Regions from separate parts of the Drosophila melanogaster genome. Here region 2 is linked to region 1. The links are chromatin contacts, called in public Hi-C maps. All regions are on one chromosome and are shown on one strand. The core of a region is the stretch at or near the end of the contact, and the rest is flanking DNA. Distances in the headings are between cores, read along the strand shown. Region 1 holds the start of bor (belphegor). Region 2 holds the start of CG10324.

Region 1 (5,321 bases), core at 1,871-4,370:
CCATTATGGGAACTTACCGAAGAAAAGTTAGTCAATACTCTGCATATTACAATAATCAATATCGATGCTCACTGTGAACAGGTGGTGCCCCCTCCTCCGCTACCTGCATCACTTTTCTCGTGTTAAAATTGTTCGCCATTGCCAAAGATTACACAAATTTTGGAAAATATTATCAAATTCGATCTGAGAATTTAGCGTTTGAATACAATTTTTTCTATAAAACACCAAAGGAGAAAACGATATTTTGATTGGCCACAAATTTGACAATTTGACAATTTCGAAATTTTAAATTCAATAGTTAAATCCGTTTAATAAATAAACGAATTTTATTTATAATTATATTCTGGGTACTTTTCGTTTTTATTACCGTGCCAAAGATCACAATCACAAGTTAAAAAAAACTCATTGGCCCATGTTTATATTTTCTTAAGTTAAACAAACAGTTTGAATCATAAACTAATCCAATTTGAGGCAGCTTAAATAGAGGAATTATAATGTCGTCTTCCACAGTAATGTTGTCCCAGTCTTAAAGAAGCGATTATACGAAACTCAGAAAAATACTTCATTTTACATTCAAATTAATTCCTATTAAGCCGTACACTAAGCATTGTTTAAGGAAATGATTATGTTTCTTTTATATATATATATACTACAGTCCCAGCTTAAATTCGGCGTTCTCCGTGCCATTTTAACTACGTACGGATTCCTCCTTAACATTGGGCGTAATACTGGCCCCCGTCGTAACTGTGTCTTTGTCCTTGGTACCAAAATCCGGATACAGCTTGGCCACTTGACCCAACGGAGTGCAAAGGCGTCCCGAGAAATCCAATCGTTTGTTGGACTGGCTTCGCTCTGCTGAGGATATAATATCTAGCAGGGATCTGGGGACAAATATTGCGCGAATTAAGGACTCTATCAAGAAATACATACATACGACATACCTTTGCCCACAACTAGACATGCGACGCTTGCTCGCCTTGAGAAGGCTATTGGAGCTGCTGCTGCCACTAGCACCGACGCTACTGATGGGCTCCAGCCGTTCGGGAGAGAGTGGGGATTCCGTGTAGGTGCGCAGGAGACTTGCTCCAGGTTCCGACTTCAGCGGGGCATCGCCGTATGCGGCTCGCAAACTCTGTAGGCTTTCCAGCAGATTTTTATGGTGCATTGTGGTGGCATTTAGTTGAATTAATTGCTCCAGTTCCCTGTACAGCAAGCGGTACTGGTCTTTGGCCTTGGAAAGCTTTAGTCTGAAATGAGTTAATTAAATATAAAAAATTGAAAATATATAAAAGATATCTATAAATTGCTTACCTTGCTCCATTGGTGTGGGTAAATGGTAGGACATCGCCACGCGAGGCGCTTTTGTACAGCTCGTGAATGTGCTGCTGGCACCGCACCTCGTCCTGCTTATCCATGTCTTCCTTCACTAAAAGATGGAGAAAATGCGGAAGCCAACTGATGTGTCGCTGTAGATGGAACAGAATCGAAGAGCTGGTGGTCAGGGGGAAGTAGCGAGGCAACCGGCGCGTCAAGGGCGGAGCAGATGGATCCTTAACCTTGAGCGGAACCACGCGCGACATCTTGATCAGTTGACCAAGTTCGGCGGTGCGATAGTCCGAGACACGTCCTCCGGGGCCATCAGTAATTGATGGAGCCTCATCCATGCAGGAGCGCGTGATGCACAGGGAGTGCACAAAGATCTCGCCACCGCGTGCAGAAAGCATATGGCTGGTGGCCTTTGAGCCGGTCTTGCGCGGCATTTCCAGCAAGACTGAACGTCCGTTAAGCAGAAAGTTAATCAAGCAAGAACTGGGCCGCGAGGTGACGTCCACCGGTGTCACGAGGAACTGACCCAGACAGGGCTGTAGATCTGCAGAGCCGCAACCGCGCGGTGTGCACCACTTAAGAGTCACTGTTTCGTATGTGGCACCTTGCTTGATGCTCGTGGGTAGACTGAAATCTGGGCCACAGGTGATGGAGTGGGCCCTTCGGCTGTGCAGGATTTCCACATCGTAGTTGGCGCTGGAGTTGGCGTTCTGCTCCTCTTTCATGGGTATGTTAGTCACCGTGGTACTAGCTAGGTCGTAATGGTTCAGTATGAGGTGCGTCAGCTTATAGGAAATATCCGGGGCACTGACTGTGTGGATCTCGACATCAAGCAGCGGCGATATCTTGAGCAGGCTGCGATTGGTAACCAACGATTCAACGCCCAGCGGCACAATGTTGAGGATAACTAGGTGGCAATGGTCGATGACCAGTCCCTTCTTGGAGGGCGGAGCTGCTAGGGTGTTCTGCTGCACCAGCACGGTGTTAAAGATGTCCTCCAGGCTTTTCATGCTGGTATTGTCACGCGCTGAAGTTATGCAGATGACGCGACCCTTGTTGGGAATGCGCGGCAGTTCGTCGGTCCCAAAGTCGGCCATTGCCGCCAACTGCTCATCGGTGGGCTCCGCCAGCGCTTCGATGGCGGCCCGCAGGCCATGGATTACCGAGTAGTCAGAAGATGTGGGTACGTTGCGCGACGGCACGCCCACAATTAGCATTGCGTTCATCACGTGCGCCATATTTTGCGTGCTGGGCCTCCAGGTGTTCACGATATGCGCCGCCGTGTCCGAGACAATAAACCGCACATGCTTTTTGCCGGGAAAGAGATCCCAGACCACGCGGCAGTACTCGATGGAGGATTCGCAGGCGCATGTCCACAGGCTCTTGCTGAATTGGGATCCACCGCTGCCGGTTGCATTTCCCGCCGCTCCTGTTGCGCCGCCGTCTGCAGATGGTTTTCCCTTTAGGAAGTCCATCGAGATGTACTCCTCGCTGGCGATGCTAAAGTATCGGGTGTGGTCCAGCACAAAGATGGTCTTCTGGTTGCGTTCGAACATGGTGGACTCGTGGACAACTTAAATTGCCGGGAAATCAAACAAACGCAAACGTTGAATCCTAATTGTTTACAATCTTTGTTCACCACGAACAGCTGTTTTCGAATTCCAAATTCACCACAGCTAATTTTTTTTTATTTTTTTAAATTTACTAAACTGTGTTAAAAAGCTCTTTTCTCAAATTCAACAAAAAAGCACACATTTAAAAAAAATATATCGATGTATTTATAACTTCATTTCAATTTGTCCGTCTCCAATTTACCGAATCTGGCAGCGCTGCTCAGTAGTAAGAATCACGTTGTTAAGCGAAAGCTGTCTAAATTTCATAATATTTTCTAGATTGTTTTTTTTTCCCATACACTGAGTGAAAAGCGCGAGAAGCGCAAGCCAACATATTAGGAAAATGTCGTGGCTTTTGGGCAGGAACCGCCAACAGCCTCAGCCGGATCAGACCGCCGGCTTTTCGGAAGGAGGAGGAGCTGCCGATCCGGAGGGCAGGACGGCCGGCGAGAAGTCCGGGGATTCGCAACTGAGCCGGGCGGAGCGCAAGGCCATGGAAGCGTACCGCTTCGATTCGTCGGCGCTGGAACGTGCAGCGGATGCTGCCAAAACCCTGGAGCGCTCAAGTAAGAACAAAATTTCATCAGCCAATTGCATAACCGGCATGCGCCACGCTATCACAACGTGCGTATGCGTCAGAGTCCATGTCCATAACCCATGTTAATCTTGTGCAGAACACGCCCGGGAGGCCCTCGAGCTGTCCAAGATGCAGGAGGCCACCCGCCAAACGGAGTACAACACCAAGGTCAAGGAGTACGAAGCCCATATCGAGCAGGCCAAGGTCGAGCAGAAGCGCATCGACCACGAGGAGCGCCGCAAAACTCTCATCGAGGAGACCAAGCAGCAGCAGCAGCGTGCCCAATACCAGGATCAGCTGTCCCGCAAGCGGTATGAGGATCAGCTGTTGCAGCAGCAGCGCGTACAGGAGGAAAACCTGCGCAAGCAGGAGGAGAGCGTCCAGCGTCAAGAGGCCATGCGGCGCCAGACCATCGAGCACGAGATCGAGATGAAGGAGAAGAACCGGCTTAAGCTTCTAGAACACGAACTGCGCGCCAAGGCACGAGTGGATCGCGAGAACCGGGATATTAATTTGGAGAAGATCCGTCTCAAGGCGCAGGAGCATCGAACAACCGTACTGGAGGGCATCAAGTGAGTGATACCCCAAACTAGGCAGGATGAAATAACTGATTTTGTGTTACTTATTCACAGAACCGCTGGTACTGTTATCGGTGCCGGTGCTGAGGCTATGCTTACCGACTGGGACAAGGTGCTGACCGCCGCCGGAGGACTTTCGTTGTTGGCCCTGGGTGTGTACACGGCCAAGGGCGCCACTGGAGTGGTCTCTCGATATGTGGAGGCGCGCATTGGTAAACCTACGTTAGTTGGCGAGACGTCGCGCTTTGCTTTTCTGGACGCCCTTAAGAACCCGCTGCACTACCTGAAGAGGCTGCGCGCCAAGCCGACCGATGCGCTGCAGGGCGTTGTGCTAAATCCGAAGCTGGAGGAACGGCTTCGTGACATTGCCATCGCCACAAAGAACACACGTATCAACAAGGGCATGTACAGGAATGTTTTGATGCACGGGCCGCCAGGAACGGGCAAGACCATGTTCGCCAAGAAGCTGGCCGAACACTCTGGCATGGACTTTGCCATCATGACCGGTGGCGATGTGGCGCCCATGGGCAAGGAGGGCGTAACCGCCATCCACAAGGTGTTCGACTGGTCGCACACCTCACGCCGCGGACTTCTGCTCTTTGTGGACGAGGCGGATGCATTCTTACGCAAACGTTCTTCTGAGAAGATCTCGGAGGATCTGCGTGCCGCCCTCAACGCCTTCCTGTACCGCACTTCCGAGCAGAATCCCAAGTTCATGCTTGTGTTGGCCTCCAACACTCCCGAGCAGTTTGATTATGCCATCAACGATCGTCTGGATGAAATGGTGGAGTTCACGCTGCCTGGCCTGGAGGAACGGGAACGCCTCTTGCGCTTGTACTTCGACAAATATGTGCTGCAGCCTGCCGCTGCGGGTGCCAAGTGAGTATTGCAAGAGCTCTTGCAGTTGGAACATTTTTTGATAATTGTTCACAACCATTTATAATCTTCTAGGCGGTTCAAACTGGACACCTTTGATTACGGAAAGACGTGTTCGAAGATGGCCGCTCTGTGCGAGGGTATGTCGGGTCGAGAAATCTCCAAGCTGGGCGTGTCCTGGCAGGCGGCAGTCTATGCCTCCGAGGATGGTCTGCTCACCGAGAAGATGGTCCTGGACAGGTGCTACTCCGCTGCTCAGCAGCATAAGCAGAAGGTGGGTTTGAAAATGTGTATTAACTTATGTGCTTTGGTAACCTTCAATCATGTATCCTTTGCAGATGGCCTGGCTTT
Region 2 (5,209 bases), core at 277-2,776, 380 kb before region 1:
GTGCCCACACAGGCCTTGACCACATCGGCCATCTTGGCCTTATCCTTGACGTCCAACTGGATGCTAAGCTGGGACTGCAGGTGGCCGACGATGTCCTCGAGGGCCTCGCGATAGGCGCGAATGATAACAGTGGGGTGGATCTGTTGCTGGAGGAAGGGCTCGGCGGCGGCCAGCATCTCGCCGGCCAGGACGATGACCGATGTGGTACCATCGCCAACCTCCTCGTCTTGTGTGCGAGCAATTTCAATCATGCTCTTGGCCGCCGGGTGCTGCACAGTGATCTCACGCAGGATGGCGTTGCCATCGTTGGTCATCACGATGCCGCCCATTGGGTCCATCAGCATCTTCAGCATGGCCTGTGGCCCCAGACATGTGCGTATCACATCGGCGATGGCCTGGAAAAAGACGTTTTAATCAACAGATGGTCGGAAAACGCGAGAACACAAAAACCCAAGACCCAGACATGTGAGTCACGCATACCTTTCCGGCTTGGATGTTCTCCAACTGCACTTTGCGGCCCGATTCTCTCTTTGTGTTTTGACCTGTCGGCGGGTAATTCGATTGCAATTGGGCTCTACGACGTGCAAATTTCATACTCACTCAACACGAGTATTGGCTGCTGTCCACCGAACATCTTTCTGGCTGTTTAATTTATTTCTGCGTGAAAACAATTGAACTCGTGCTGGCGCTGCCGCTGTTTGAAAGAGAATGAGTGAGGTTAGAACCGCCGATGACACATTATTCGAGAAGGTTCGATAGGATATTGAGCGGACCGGCTTGTTAGTTACTTCTGCCAGTTCCTTCTTCTAGTTTCTTTTCTTTCCTCACTTACTGCTAACTGACTTTTGCGATCGCTTATAAGTTTAATTCAAATTCTCCACAATTCGAAGCAGCAGCTCTCTTAAGAATCGATATCGAGAAACAGTATACTTACACTATGCAGCTTTTGTTATCGATGTCACAGAATTACATTCGTCATAACTGCGATTTTTTGAAGGCGCCTAACTTGGTTTTAAATTTTCCACCCTGAGGTTTAAGCGAAATCAAAACATTAAACTTGTAACAATAAATAATATTTTCTACGGTGTAAGTGATACTGGAAATTAATTTATATTACGAATGGATTTTAAATTTATGTTATATAGCATATTTCTATCACATCATAATTAAAATGTGGAAATTTTGAAGCCTAAAAAGCCTAACCAACTAAACTCAAAAGAAGTTAAAATATAATTTATGAAAATTGTATCACCTTCGAAAAAGAAAATGTTGGAGGATATTCTGAATATAACGGGGGAAAAGTGATTACTTGGAATGATGAGTTACATAAACAGCGTCGAACTTTTTAATATTTGAAGATCCTGTGCTGTATTCAATAAAACTGCTCAAAACGTATTAAATGGATTTCATGGTAGTTTTTATATATAAATGGAAAAACAAATAAGTTTTGCAAATACTTTAAAAGTGTAGTGTAAGCGTTTCATAAATTAAATAAATTATCGATATCGATAACAAACCGCGAGTCAGCTGTGGCCTGTTTGTTTACGATACATTTCGGCTTCAATTTGTTTTTAATAGTTATTAATTTTTTAACTAGACAACATGGAGGCCAAGAAGATATCTTTTGGCTTTAGTAAATTGTCCAAGAAACCAAACATTCTGCCCAGCAAGCAGCCGAAAGAGGAAAGCAAGGTGGAGTTGATAAAATGCTTGGAAGGAAACGAAATCATGCCAGTCGAGTAAGTTAAAATATCTTGAAATAGTTTTATACTCATATGTAATATTTAGCGAAAAGGTGGAAGCTGCTCCTCTTACCATCAAAATGATAGGCATGCAGAAGACTTCGTCCGCTTTGGCGAGTCTGATGAGGAGGCGGGCAGTTCTGCTGGGCGAGGAGGAACCGGATCCAGAGGAGGTGACTCCAGTGGCTCAGTCTATAGCAGAGGTCACCGCAGGCGGTCCAACGGAGAGTCTGGAACAGAGAGCAGCTCGGGAATTGATATCTGCCATCCAAAATAACGGTGCCGAAGGCCTAGATGACCAGAAACTTGTCCTGCCCGCCCTAAGCGCAGACGAACTGCCTCTCGATGGTGCCAAGGAGGCAACACTAGATGACTATGACAACATACCGATACAACAATTTGGCCTAGCCATGCTGCGCGGCATGGGCTGGGTTGATCCACCGCCAAAAAAGAAGGGCTCAGGACCCATCGATGATGCCCCCTTTCTGCGACCCAAAGGCATGGGCCTGGGAGCAGATAAGGCGCTCAAACCTAAAGCTCTACTGGTCCAGCCGGAGAAGAACGAGGTACTGGAGATTAAGAAGCAGGCGTACGTGCGCATTCTGGGCGGAAAGCAGAAGGATCAGTATGGCCAAATCCAAGGTTTTGATGACCATGCAGGGCGAGTAATTGTCAAAATGGCAATTGGAGGGGCCAAAGAGGCGTTCAACGAGTTCCTTTGTCAGCCCGTATCCCGCAAGGAGTACTCTCAGTATGGCAAGTGCATAAGTAAGTGGAGCCTGGAAAATGCAAATCCTTTATATTTGTGACATTTTTATATTTCTTTTACATTTACTTTCAGACACTGCCAAATACGAAGAATTCAAAAAAAATGAAAACGAGCATGGCCAGATTATTGTGAAGCAGGAAAATCCGTCAGGAAGAAGGGACAGAGACCGCAGGGAAGAAATTAGATCAGACCGGGATGAAGCTCAAAATCAAAAGAGTTCGAAGCCAGGGGACCAGAGATCTAGTAAAGAAGACTATCGCATGAAATGCAAGGAAGAAGATAAAAGGTCTTACAAATATGAAGACAAAAAAACGTACAAAGACGAACATCGCAGGACGTACAAAGACGAGCGAAAATCGTACAAGGAAGCCAAATCTAACAAAGAGGAGGTGGATCGAGAAAAGAAGTATGTGCGGAGTGGTAGCTCCTCTGTATCTAAACGCGAGGAACGTGAGCGTCGTCGTTCGCCGAGTCCCAGAGGCAGAAGCCCATCTAAGTCGAAGCGGGAAGACCGTGACCAAAAGCGTTCGCAAAGTCCCCGAAGCACCAGAAGAACAAAGAGTAGTTCAGACGAGGCAGACGATACGGGAGAGTCCACCGAGAGCGACTCCGACTCTGCATATGAACGCAGGAAGCACAAGAAGAAATCATCCAGCCACAAGTCAAGAAAACACTCAAAGAAGTCCAAGAACAAGTCGAGAAAGGCGGACAACGACTCCAGCTTAGAGAGCGATGACAGCCTCGGTGAAAACCATCGTCGTCACCACAGCAAGCACAAAAAGAAGACCAAGAGGAGCAAGCATGTCAGGTCCCGCACGCGATCAAGGTCAAGAGACCGTCAGTGATTGATCTATTTAGTTGAAATCTTTATTTAAATATAGTTCATTAGACGCTTAAGTTCCTTTTTTTATCTTACTTGGGATTATCATAAATTTCAATTAACTCACAAAATAATCACAAAAATGCCTTGTCTTTTGTTGCGCGTTTTTTTCTCTCTCCGTACGCCTCGTTTCGAGAATACTTCTGTCTTACATGTTACAAACTTATAGTAGGAGATGTGATGGGGCCAGAACCACGGATTTGCTAGTTTTCCGAGTTTTTTTTTTCTGTATGCGCTGCTCTTATCTTTTAAGATATTTATAGTTTCAAATTCAATGCGCCTAATGTGTGATTTAGTGATGCGATGTGTGCATAATGGCAAGTAGATGACTTAGGCATGTTTTATATTTTTGGTCAAATGGTGATGAGTTTATCTGGTTGCTTTCCTTTACTGCAGCTTCCTTTTGCCGCACTGGATCTTCTCGTTAATAATCTTCGAGGCCCTTTGGGTGATGGCCTTAAAAATGTCCTTGTTCTGTAGTCCTGGCCACATGAGGATGAGTAGGGTGGCCAAGTACATAAGCAGTAGATTGTTAATGATGGCTCCAATCCAGGCCATAGCCAAAAGACCCAAACTCATGACGATTACAAACTGGAATCAAAACGAATAAATGTGAGATGAAATAATAATAGAACCCGAAGTTTTTATTTACACTTGAGCTTGCAGAAGAAGATCTACTGCACATACTAGGCCCTGAAACTGCTTCTCTGTTTTCATATACATATACACACACGGTCTCTACCGCATCTACTCACCACTGTGGACTTCCGCTCGTTGAAGAGGTACTCGTACCAGACCACCAGGCTGCCCTTGACGGCGCACACCTGGCCGCACACGTCCTCGAACTTGGCCTCCTGGTCGCCATCCCAGTTGACTCCGCCAAAGATCAGGCGCGACACCATGGGGAATGCGTAGTTCAGCAAAATGCTAATGACACCGAGCAGCGACAGCAGGGTAATCAGCGACAAGTCCAGGTACCACAGCACCAGGTACAGGCAGCTGATGACGCCAAACACCACTCCGGCGTAGTACTGCTTCTCCCAGGTTAGCACGCCGTACGCTCCCACGATGGCTGTCCGGAAAGGCTCCAAGTCGTGCTTTAATTTGTTAAGTGCTCGTTTCTGGAAAATGCCGGAAAATGAGGAATCATTATGATATTAACTAATGGGGCTTCAATGGCGACGCCGTTTTCCGGCCGGAAAGCTTTCGGCAGTTCCACCCTTCGCTCACCTGGTCAACCTGCGATGCTGCCATGCTGGCTTTTCTTTGTTTCCTAGCGGTGCGCGTTCAATTCCGAGAAATCTATTTGATGCCCAAAGGTGTTGCTTTCGGTTTGAGCGAAAAATCAATTTTCTTGGGTGTTTTTTAAGTCGCCAAAGTCGCAGTGTGACCGTTGATCGACGTTTTGAAATGACTGATTCAGGGGTTGTTTCACTCAAACAGCGATTGCACTTTCAATCGGAACTTATCGAATTTTTCCCTTTACAACTCTGTTTTAAAAGTTTGTATTAAAAATCTTGTATTGATTTGGCTAAAATCTGATGCTAAATTCTAATGCCACCTGACATTTGGGCTTACATTTTTGTTTAAAATCTTGACAGCATCCTATCATAAAATATTGATTTACTATATCATGATTTTTATAAGCAGAACTAAAAGCCCATAAATGGCTTAATAAAATAAATACATAAATCAAAAATTAAATTGCCGTACTATTCAATTCGAAACTACAAAAATGGAAAGCAAAGCATCATTTTGGCTTTTGCTAGTTAATCAAGCAAATCAACAGCGGCTTACTTAGATAATGAACTCAAAGCC

What was found. A called contact is a pair of places that touch in the nucleus more often than the background predicts.
Region 2: a contact with region 1 is called in a Hi-C map of the Kc167 cell line, with 4 times the contacts expected there. A contact is called at or near these places in 36 of 107 Hi-C or Micro-C datasets (the D17-c3 cell line, the Kc167 cell line, the ML-DmBG3-c2 cell line and 13 more) and 1 of 7 datasets of targeted methods (the Kc167 cell line).

Annotation. Positions count from the first base shown.
Region 1 is chr3R:16,261,914-16,267,234 of dm6, reverse strand. bor (belphegor) reads left to right here and starts at 3,120. Exons shown (of 6, transcript NM_001260206.1): 1 at 3,120-3,165; 2 at 3,219-3,505; 3 at 3,614-4,088; 4 at 4,149-4,973; 5 at 5,046-5,244; 6 at 5,309-5,321. The coding sequence starts at 3,283. It overlaps asun (asunder), which reads right to left and starts at 2,964. Exons shown (of 3, transcript NM_079655.4): 1 at 1,312-2,964; 2 at 942-1,247; 3 at 344-881. The coding sequence starts at 2,882. The coding sequence ends at 689. Mst89B reads right to left here and starts at 223. Exons shown (of 3, transcript NM_142272.2): 1 at 73-223; 2 at 1-12. The coding sequence starts at 139.
Region 2 is chr3R:16,643,321-16,648,529 of dm6, reverse strand. CG10324 reads left to right here and starts at 1,526. Exons shown (of 3, transcript NM_142314.3): 1 at 1,526-1,739; 2 at 1,789-2,510; 3 at 2,584-3,458. The coding sequence starts at 1,603. The coding sequence ends at 3,356. It overlaps CCT3 (Chaperonin containing TCP1 subunit 3), which reads right to left and starts at 925. Exons shown (of 4, transcript NM_169727.2): 1 at 601-925; 2 at 481-542; 3 at 1-395. The coding sequence starts at 634. It overlaps Arl6IP1 (ADP-ribosylation factor-like 6 interacting protein 1), which reads right to left and starts at 4,925. Exons shown (of 3, transcript NM_142313.3): 1 at 4,622-4,925; 2 at 4,147-4,512; 3 at 3,359-3,982. The coding sequence starts at 4,645. The coding sequence ends at 3,779.